Regions from separate parts of the Mus musculus genome. Here region 1 is linked to region 2. A link is a contact called in public HiChIP or PLAC-seq data. All regions are on one chromosome and are shown on one strand. Each heading gives the region's core, a stretch centred on a gene start, on an enhancer-like site or on the middle of the called end of the contact. The rest is flanking DNA. Distances are from core to core; before and after follow the strand shown. Region 1 overlaps Dis3l2 (DIS3 like 3'-5' exoribonuclease 2). Region 2 overlaps Cops7b (COP9 signalosome subunit 7B).

Evidence for each region. HiChIP or PLAC-seq counts read pairs in DNA pulled down with a chosen protein or histone mark.
Region 1: a contact with region 2 is called in an H3K4me3 HiChIP or PLAC-seq map of the SCID.adh cell line, with 9 read pairs. The contact joins two enhancer-like sites. A contact is called at or near these places in 9 of 115 datasets of contacts at active chromatin or transcription factors (the SCID.adh cell line, acute myeloid leukemia, bone marrow-derived macrophages and 4 more) and 2 of 9 other capture datasets (adipose tissue and liver).

What each region holds. Positions count from the first base shown.
Region 1 is chr1:86,986,231-86,991,433 of GRCm38.p6, reverse strand. It overlaps Dis3l2 (DIS3 like 3'-5' exoribonuclease 2), which reads right to left. Exons shown (of 21, transcript NM_153530.2): 13 at 1,109-1,342. Among named protein-coding and RNA genes, the nearest start is that of Gm41909, 61 kb to the right of the region's middle. Within about 2 kb of position 1,608, at least 1 of the 459 cell types and tissues checked has an H3K27ac peak or open chromatin away from gene starts, as enhancers often do. A contact at or near this core is called in the SCID.adh cell line, where this site is marked.
Region 2 is chr1:86,585,698-86,590,343 of GRCm38.p6, reverse strand. It overlaps Cops7b (COP9 signalosome subunit 7B), which reads right to left. Exons shown (of 8, transcript NM_172974.3): 2 at 3,109-3,328; 3 at 1,003-1,180. The coding sequence starts at 1,164. Among named protein-coding and RNA genes, the nearest start is that of Cops7b, 5.1 kb to the right of the region's middle. Within about 2 kb of position 3,218, at least 278 of the 459 cell types and tissues checked have an H3K27ac peak or open chromatin away from gene starts, as enhancers often do. A contact at or near this core is called in the SCID.adh cell line, where this site is marked.

The sequences.
Region 1 (5,203 bases), core at 359-2,858, 400 kb before region 2:
GAGTGAGGGAGAAAGGTCAGACACAAGTTCTGGTGTCATTAGCATCAACTTAGCCTCTTGGAATCAGGGAGGGACTGTTGGTGGAGATGACAGGATGGTGGGCTGCAGCCTCAGGACACCAAGCATGAAGCAAGGAGCAGAGGAAGTAATCTCCATGAGCGGAGAGAACTGGTGACATAAAGGCTTCACAGAGGAGACCTGGGAGTGCTCCCTCTGCCTCTACTTTTTGAATAGTTTAAGGACAACTCGGTGCAGATCTTCTTTGAACATCTGGTAAAATTTTCCTGTGAATCCATCTGGCCCTAGATTTTTCTTTGTAGCTGGAAGTTTTTTGTTGTTTTGTTTTGTTTTTACTGTTTCAATCTTATTTGTTATGGGTCTGTTTAGGTTGTTGACTTCTTTTTGGTTTAATTTTGGTGGTTTGGCTGAATCTAGAAACTCATCCATTTCTAATAGAGTACAGTTTTTTAAAGTATGCCCTTATGAAACTCTGAATTTCTTAGGCATCTGTTGTAATGTTTCCCTGTTCATTTCTGACTCTGTTAATGTGGGCCTTCTTTATTTCTTTTGGCTACTTGGACCAAGGGTCTGTCAATCTTGCTTATCTTCTCAAAGAACCAGCTGTTGGATTCATTGATATCACTGGGGGTGTACCCTGGAAAGTCTATCTTGCCTCTGCTCCTTCACATGCCTCTGTCTCTCTGCTTACTGGCTGCCATGAGACAAGCAGCTCCACTGGGCCACATACTTCTCACATGCCACCCCCCCCCCCAACTATGGGCCAGAAACAACAGAGCTATGTTCCAAGAGCCTCTGAAACCACAAGCCAAAAATATGTCCTTCCTCCCTTCTTTGTCCCAGGGACCTGTCACAGCAATGCCATCTACAAGTGAGAATTCAATCATGGACACAGGTTTTCCAGGTAAGAGCAGCTGGGAGTCACAGAACTCTGTACACAGATACCATCTTACCCTAACTCATATTACCATGGTGTGGCAGGGGCAGGGGAAATAGGTGGAGAGAAAGAGGCCACCAGGATATTTCTCACCCTTGAGTTTTGGGCACAAGCCAAACTCAAGACCACATAAAACAAAAGAGACTCACTGACCTGATCTAAACGGAGTGCGCCATCTACAAAGCGCTGGCGGCGGAGTTGCTTTGCAATGCTGTGCAGGTTCAGGACTGCCTGGTGCACCTCCTCGACGCTGTGCTCTGGAGAAATTGGGGGAAGCTCTTCCTCAGGGATCTTCTCAGTTGGATTTTCGATCATGCTCTGGGCATGGTCGTAGCTCAGTTTGGTGCAAGAACGGATGATAGTGCGGCCAAACCACTCTTCAAGGATCTGCAAAGACAGACTGTACTTAATCTCTCTCTCTCTCCTCTCTCTCTCTCTCTTCTCTCTCTCTCTCTCTCTCTCTCTCTCTCTCTCTCTCTCTCTCTCTCTCTCTCTCTCAACACTGACTGGTGCCACATGGATGAACAAAATGCAGAGGTTGCTGCCTTCTGGCAGTTTAGACTACCAGGCCCTAGCAGAATTCAAGAGACAGCTGAGGTCTACACTCTTCCCCAGCACAAAGCAAGGCCACGTGGAAGACTTGCACTGAATGGCCCATGGGAAGTGTTTCCATTTGTTTGGATGAATGGTCATCAATGTCACAAAGAGGGAAGAGAAGATAGGATAGCTGCCTGAGACACGAGATGGGACTATGACGCCTGGCTGATACCTTTGAGAAAGAAGGAAAGAGAGGAACTCAGCAACTCTCCACACACCGAATCTATGTAACACAGCTTCTATCCTAGATGTATGCAGTGACCCTTGTGATTGATCACCCTCCATGAAAGAAAGAACTATGGCTTTTTAAAAATGACAACAGGGGCACTTGGAGAACAGCAGTTACTGTTCACATTATTTTAAAAAAAATTTTAAAAAAGATTTATTTATTTTTATTAATACAAGTACACTATAGCTGTCTTCAGACACACCAGAAGAGGGCATCGGATCCCATTACAAGTGGTTGTGAGCTATCATGTGGTTGCTGGGAATTCAACTCAGGACCTCCAGAAGAGCAGTCAGTGCTCTTAACCACTGAACCATCTCTCCAATCCCTACTGTTCACTTTTCTTCCTCCTCCTCCTCCTCCTCCTCCTCCTCCTCCTCCTCCTCTTCTTCTTCTTCTTCTTCTTCTTCTTCTTCTTCTTCTTCTTCTTCTTCTTCTTCTCCTTCTCCTCCTCCTCCTTCTTCTCCTTCTCTTTCTCCTTCTCCTTCTTCTTCTTCTCTTTTTCCTTCTCCTTCTTCTTCTCTCCGTCTCCTTCTTCTTCTTTCTTCCTCTTCCCCCCCCCCTCCTCCTCCTCCTCCTCCTCGTCTTCTTCTTCTTCTTCTTCTTCTTCTTCTTCTTCTTCTTCTTCTTCTTCTTCTTCTTCTTCTTCTTCTTCTTCCTCTTCTTCTTCCTCTTCTTCTTCCTCTTCTTCTTCCTCTTCTTCTTCCTCTTCTTCCTCCTCCTCCTCCTCCTCCTCCTCTTCTTCTTCTTCTATATAACAAGTCTGGAATCTGTAATATTAGATTTTTTTTTCTTCAAAATTTCTTAAACTCTACTTTTCGGATTATTCCAAGAATGATCCCTATTGCAAATAGCAAGAGACTCTATGAGATCCTGTCTTCTCTAGCAATCAGGCCTCATACCTGGTACTCACAAGGCCTTGCATGCTATAGGCAAGGACAGCTTCAGAGCCCGTTCCAGGGGTTGGGAAGCAGTTTGGAGACAGATGCAGCTAAAGGTCTCTACAAGAAGCCATCCAAGTGACCAGGCTTGAGATCCGAGCATACCCACAATTCCTGAATGGAGCCTCAGCCTCCTTCATAAGGAAAATGGCTCTGACCTCTTCATTCTTGTGGTCTCAAAGTTTCCCCTGGCCGGGCAGTGGTGACGCATGCCTTTAATCCCAGCAGTTGGGAGGCATAGGCCGGCCTGGTCTACAGAGTGAGTTCCAGGACAGCCAGGACTATACACAGAGAAACCCTGTCTTGAAAAACCAAAAAAAAAAAAAAAAAAAAAAAAAAGTTTTCTCTAGAGACGTAGCTTCTTTCTTTTCTTTTTTTTTTTTCCTTTCCATTTTTTATTAGGTATTTAGCTCATTTACATTTCCAATGCTATACCAAAAGTCCCCCATACCCACCCACCCCCACTCCCCTACCCGCCCACTCCCCCTTTTTGGCCCTGGCGTTCCCCTGTTCTGGGGCATATAAAGTTTGTGTGTCCAATGGGCCTCTCTTTCCAGTGATGGCCGACTAGGCCATCTTTTGATACATATGCAGCTAGAGTCAAGAGCTCCGGGGTACTGGTTAGTTCATAATGTTGATCCACCTATAGGGTTGCAGATCCCTTTAGCTCCTTGGGTACTTTCTCTAGCTCCTCCATTGGGAGCCCTGTGATCCATCCATTAGCTGACTGTGGGCATCCACTTCTGTGTTTGCTAGGCCCCGGCATAGTCTCACAAGAGACAGCTACATCTGGGTCCTTTCGATAAAATCTTGCTAGCGTATGCAATGGTGTCAGCGTTTGGATGCTGATTATGGGGTGGATCCCTGGATAAGGCAGTCTCTACATGGTCCATCCTTTCATCTCAGCTCCAAACTTTGTCTCTGTAACTCCTTCCAAGGGTGTTTTGTTCCCACTTCTAAGGAGGGGCATAGTGTCCACACTAGGTCAAATCTAAATGGATCAAAGAACTTCACATAAAACCAGAGACACTGAAACTTATAGAGGAGAAAGTGGGGAAAAGCCTTGAAGATATGGGCACAGGGGAAAAATTCCTGAACAGAACAGCAATGGCTTGTGCTGTAAGATCGAGAATTGACAAATGGGACCTAATGAAACTCCAAAGTTTCTGCAAGGCAAAAGACACCGTCAATAAGACAAAGAGACCACCAACAGATTGGGAAAGGATCTTTACCTATCCTAAATTAGATAGAGGACTAATATCCAACATATATAAAGAACTCAAGAAGGTGGACTTCAGAAAATCAAATAACCCCATTAAAAAATGGGGCTCAGAACTGAACAAAGAATTCTCACCTGAGGAATACCGAATGGCAGAGAAGCACCTGAAAAAATGTTCAACATCCTTAATCATCAGGGAAATGCAAATCAAAACAACCCTGAGATTCCACCTCACACTAGTCAGAATGTCTAAGATCAAAAATTCAGGTGACAGCAGATGCTGGCGTGGATGTGGAGAAATAGGAACACTCCTCCATTGTTGGTGGGATTGCAGGCTTGTACAACCACTCTGGAAATCCGTCTGGCGGTTCCTCAGAAAATTGGACATAGTACTACCGGAGGATCCAGCAATACCTCTCCTGGGCATATATCCAGAAGATGCCCCAACTGGTAAGAAGGACACATGCTCCACTATGTTCATAGCAGCCTTATTTATAATAGCCAGAAGCTGGAAAGAACCCAGATGCCCCTCAACAGAGGAATGGATACAGAAAATGTGGTACATCTACACAATGGAGTACTACTCAGCTATTAAAAAGAATGAATTTATGAAATTCCTAGCCAAATGGATGGACCTGGAGGGCATCATCCTGAGTGAGGTAACACATTCACAAAGGAACTCACACAATATGTACTCACTGATAAGTGGATATTAGCCCAAAACCTAGGATACCCAAGATATAAGATACAATTTCCTAAACACATGAAACTCAAGAAAAATGAAGACTGAAGTGTGGACACTATGCTTCTTTCTTTTCTTAATTTTCTTCCCAAATGAGTTCTCCCTCAGCTCAGTCCTGTGTACATGTGTGTTAGGCAGTCTGTTTTCAGCCTGCTGACAGATGGTGGCAGCTTACATTGTGTGCCACCCTTTTCATTCCTACACCTCCCAGTGAGCTAGCTCATGAACTCCTCCCCACACTCAGGTCTTGATATCTGTCCTCCTGTGGCCTGCATCCTCCTTCCTAGTACATGACACTCAAGTGAAGGTAACTACTACACAATTAGCAGATTTCTGCTGTACAAAGTTGGAGCAAGAACAGCTGTAGAATCTGATGAGTGCTCAGAGCATTCTAAGTTTTATGCACAAACCTTTACAGTAAGCTGTACAAAGCTCTTAGATGTTCTTCTGCCTACATGCCCACATGTCTTGGCTCTACACATCAGTTGCTTCCTTAGTCCCCTCTGATTGTTGAGCCCTGACT
Region 2 (4,646 bases), core at 1,969-4,468:
TTTCTCGAACCTGAAGAAACACTGATCATCTTTTCTGCTGGAAAATGAGCCTAACCCAAACAGTGGCACACTCCTATAATCCCAGCAGATGGTAGATGGCAGCAGGAGGAACAGTATCAAGGCCAACCTAGGAAACATGAGACTCAATCCCCCCAAAAATAAGCCTAATTCACGAATCTTCAGCCATGTGTGAGGTGGTCATAAGCACTCTAGATTCCCAATCAAGAGAAATAAGTAGACATACATACTGAACCAAATAGCCTGGACCCACAGCTCAGGTTAAAATTGGCTCTGAGATTGCTGATGGCAATCGTGTCATTGTGGCCATGAAGTTAAACTACCTAACAGATGCCAACCACATCCTATATGCAGACCACCACCACCAAGAACACCAGGGCCACCCTCAGCAGCATCCTACAAATGATTAACAAGAAGTACCTGGGCCTAGATCAGTAGACAGTGGTGAAGCACACAGCCAGTGCCATCCTACATAGGCAGAAGCCTGAGGTGGCAAAGGGAAGAGAGCCTGCCCCACCAACACACGGAATCACCTGAGAACTCCCTTCAGTGCTTACATATGCCTGCAATTTTCTCAAAGCAAAGAAAACTCAAGCATCTAAAGTGACAAGTGGAGGTTGAGAAGCATAAATTGCTTTGCATCTCTTTGTTCCACCTGGCTACTAATATACAATGACGAAAAACTCTGACTGTAACAATCAAACACTTAGAATATTACTTTATGTCAAGATTGGACTTTCCTACTATCTTTCAGATAGCTAACAACTCAATCTAATTGATCCAAGTTCAAGGGGAACACTGACTAAAAGAACTCTAAGACATTATCCTTGATCTCCACCCCTGGCCCACCAATCCCCATCTTTCCACTAACAGGATACCAAACAAATCTACAAGACTTCAGTGTTGAAATTCGCTGGAAACCTGGAGAATCAAAAAAAGCATAGCATAGAGGAGATAGAGAAACTGTCTGAAAACTATTCTTACCTCCTGAACATTGGCCAACTCCAGCAGTTCTCCAAAAACATAAACTCCAGGAGCCTCTAGCACCTGGCTTATGAGAGTGGTGAGGGCTGAGCCACTGGTACCTTTGGCTAATAAAATGAACTGCTCCAAGAGGTTACTTGAGGGTTTCTGTTCACCTGCCATTCTCTGGTCTTGAGATCTGTCCAAAAGGAAAATGGGTCAGTCATCCACTACCTTCTCCTTTCCAAAGTGTGAATTTAAGCTGGTTTAGACACAAGGATACTCTAACTTCAAAATCTCCACAAAAACAACTCCTGAATTGAGATACAATAGCCACTTTGTGAGATGAACAGAATTCAGCCTGGAGTTAAAGATATTCTGTCCTCAATTCTAAAGTACACTTCCCTATCTGTTACCTCAGTAGTATTACCTTTTAAGTCCATAAAGCTGACCAGGACACAAAGGAGTTTATTTATGAATATTGTGTATCTACCTCACTTGCAGGTTTGGGCTAAGAGACAAAGAATGCTACCCATGCACAGAGGCAAATTTTGTGTCATTAGAATCCCACCTGCAGGCAGGCACACGTCAGAAACAGAGTGAAGGCAAGAGCCACACTTCATTTAATCAAAAACTCCACAATGTGATGCTTAGCATATCATACAAGGCACTAGGTTGTAATGTGCCCAGTAATGAAATAAAGCATCATTTAAGCAAAGACTATGGGAAAACTATTTACAAACTTAAGCAGTGACAATTCAAATCTAGAAAATACATTCTGTTTAAGTAGGGAAATACATCTTTGACCTCCTGATGATTCAGACATTTTAACAAACATGACTCCAGAATTTGTACAAAATCTTTGTAACAGGATATAAGGAAAACAGTGCAGATATTGTTTTATAATTAATTTATTTTCTCTATGAGAGCATTTTGACTGCATGTATGAGGGGTGAACATGTGGCCTAAGGAAGCCAGAGAGGGCATCAGATCCCCAGAGACTGGAGTTACAGATGCTTGGAGCCATCATGTGGGTGCCCATGCTCTTAACTGAAGAACCATCTCTCCAATGCAGATACTGTACTGTCATCTTGGAGAATGTTAGGTACAGAAGAGTTCCTCAATTGTATAATATGAATAAAAACTGAGTGTGTATGGACTCTAAAGGAATCCCACGTAAGACCTGTCTTCCAGAAATGATACACACTGAAAGAGTGTGACAAAAATGAAAAAGGGGTGTGTCAGTGAATAAAGAAAAAAAAAAAACATGTCAAAACATGTTTGGTGCAAAAGATACTGTTTTCCTGTGGAGTTATGCACAGCCCCTTCAGGATATTAGGAAAAGAAAGTAGATTGCCTCACTTGGGGTTACTTAAGGAGGTCCTGTCAGAAAAAGAAAAAGTGAAGTACTAGAAAACAAAGAGTTCTGGGAGGGGAGAGGGGGGAGGATAAAGCTGAAGAATGGAAGAAGGAGGGAGAGGAAGAGAAGGAAGAGAAGGAGGAGGAGGAGGAGAGGAGGGGGAGTAGAGGGGGAAGAAAAAAGGAGAAAAAGTCAAGTGAGGAGAAGACAGGAGAGAAGATTAAGTTAGAAAAGGAGGAACAAAGCCGGGTCCCCACCCCAAGCAGACACAACTAAAAAGAATAGATGTGACTCTCAGTCAAGATACTAAGCAGAAGTAGGGTGGGAAGGAGATGTGGATGGGATGGGGAGAAGATCTCAACTTCAAGAGCAAAGCAAGTGGGGATTGAGAGTGGATAGAATAAGATGATCAACGTTTTCTCCTGAAATGGGAGGCTCCTCAAGAAGGCGGATAGGGACAGAGTAGAGATGAATTCCCATCTCGAGAGGACGCTATTCTGATGGATCAAAAAGAGTCAAAGAAGACAGCCTCTACCGGAAGGGGCAGACCGAAGGCAGCCACCGCGTGGAATGTGAGGATCGCCAACTAGAGTGGACGTCAGGACTGGCGGTCTTGCTCGTAGCCACCAGCACAGAGTAAGGAGCCTCCAGGCGTCCTGCAACGGGGGCGGGGCGGTGTGGCCATCGGCTTTCTTGGGAACGCCTGCCTGAGCGAAGCTGGAAGTCCAGCCTAGACTAGCACAGCCTGCCCTCGTGCCCTCCCCTACCTGTCCCCGCCGACTCTCTGTTCTCTTCGCCGATGTCTCGGCCTCCCAGAGCCTGCCTGCAGGTTGTCAAGCTTCCATGATCGGCCCGGCGTCCAGCACTTTTCTGTCTCCGCCGACCCGTCACCGGTGCTGTTCCCCCGGAAGCCTCCCACTGCTGCACTCGAGTTCCGCCTACACAATGTTCCCGCTCTGCTTTCGCCACCTCCCACCTAGATTGAGGCTGAGGAAGGAGAAGAGGGTCCCCTCAGGGTTGCAGCTCCGGAAACGGGAGGCAAAGCAAGTAAAACATGAGGCTTGAGGAGAGGAGTGTGCCCTTGGTGATTCTAGGGTCCAAGTAGTAGCCGTCACCATCACTATCCTGGGCCAAAAACCCACCCCTTTGGCTGAACTTTCCCTACAAGTGTGCCCTCAGGCAACAGCGGCTCCCCTGGGGTTCCGAAAAACAATAAGCCTAATGGCAACACTACTTAGTGAACTATTCTATGTGACCGTTGTCCATATTTATTTTGTCAGGTTCTTATAAAACTATGACCTGTATAAAATATTATCATTTTCCGAGTATGCTAACAACTAAGGCTAACAGTCTAAGTCAGTAAATGGCAATGTTGTAATCCAGGCTCTCTGAAGGCAAAGACGATGTTTTTTGTTTTGTTTTGTTTTTCGAGACAGGGTTTCTCTGTATAGCTCTGGCTGTCCTGGAACTCACTTTGTAGACCAGGCTGGCCTCGAACTCAGAAATCCTCCTGCCTCTGACTCCCGAGTGCTGGGATTGAAGGCGTGCAGCACCACGTCCGGCAGATGAAGGGTTTTTTAAGACTATTATAGTACATTGAAATTAATCATTTCTGGCCAGACAGTAGTGGTGCTCACCTTTGAATCCAGCACTCAGGAGGCAGAGACAGACAGATATGAGTTCAAGGCCAGCCTAGTCTGCAGAGTGAGTTCCAGAACAGCCAAGGCTACACAGGGAAACTCTGTCTCAAAAAAAAAAAAAAAAAAACCTAAAAAAAATAAATTTTTAAAAAATAAAATGGAACTAGAAAGATGGTGCAGCAGTTAAGTAGAACACCTGGGTTCAGTTCCCAGCACACACATAGCAGTTTACAACCCTCCATAACTCCAATTCCAAGGTATCAGACATGGTATTCTTCTGACATCCAAGAAAACCAAGCACACATAAGATGCACATACTCACATGCAAGCTTAACATTCATGCACATAAAATTAAATAAATAAATCTAAACTTTTTTTAATCTGTACTGGGGATGGGAGTAGTGGTGTGGTAAAGCTCTTGCCTAGTCAGCCATAGGAAAGGTTCTGGGTTCAATTCCTAACACAGATACAACAAATAGATTAATTTACATATCAAAAGACACAAGTAGGAGATGAAGACCTACCACACCCTTGGAAAAGATATTTGCAAAGTATGTGTCAGAAAAAGGAATCAGTAAGACTACATAAAGAACTGCAAATCAGGGGACTGGAGAGATGATGGCTCAGTGGTTAAGAGCACTGACTATTCTTCCAAAGGTCCTGAG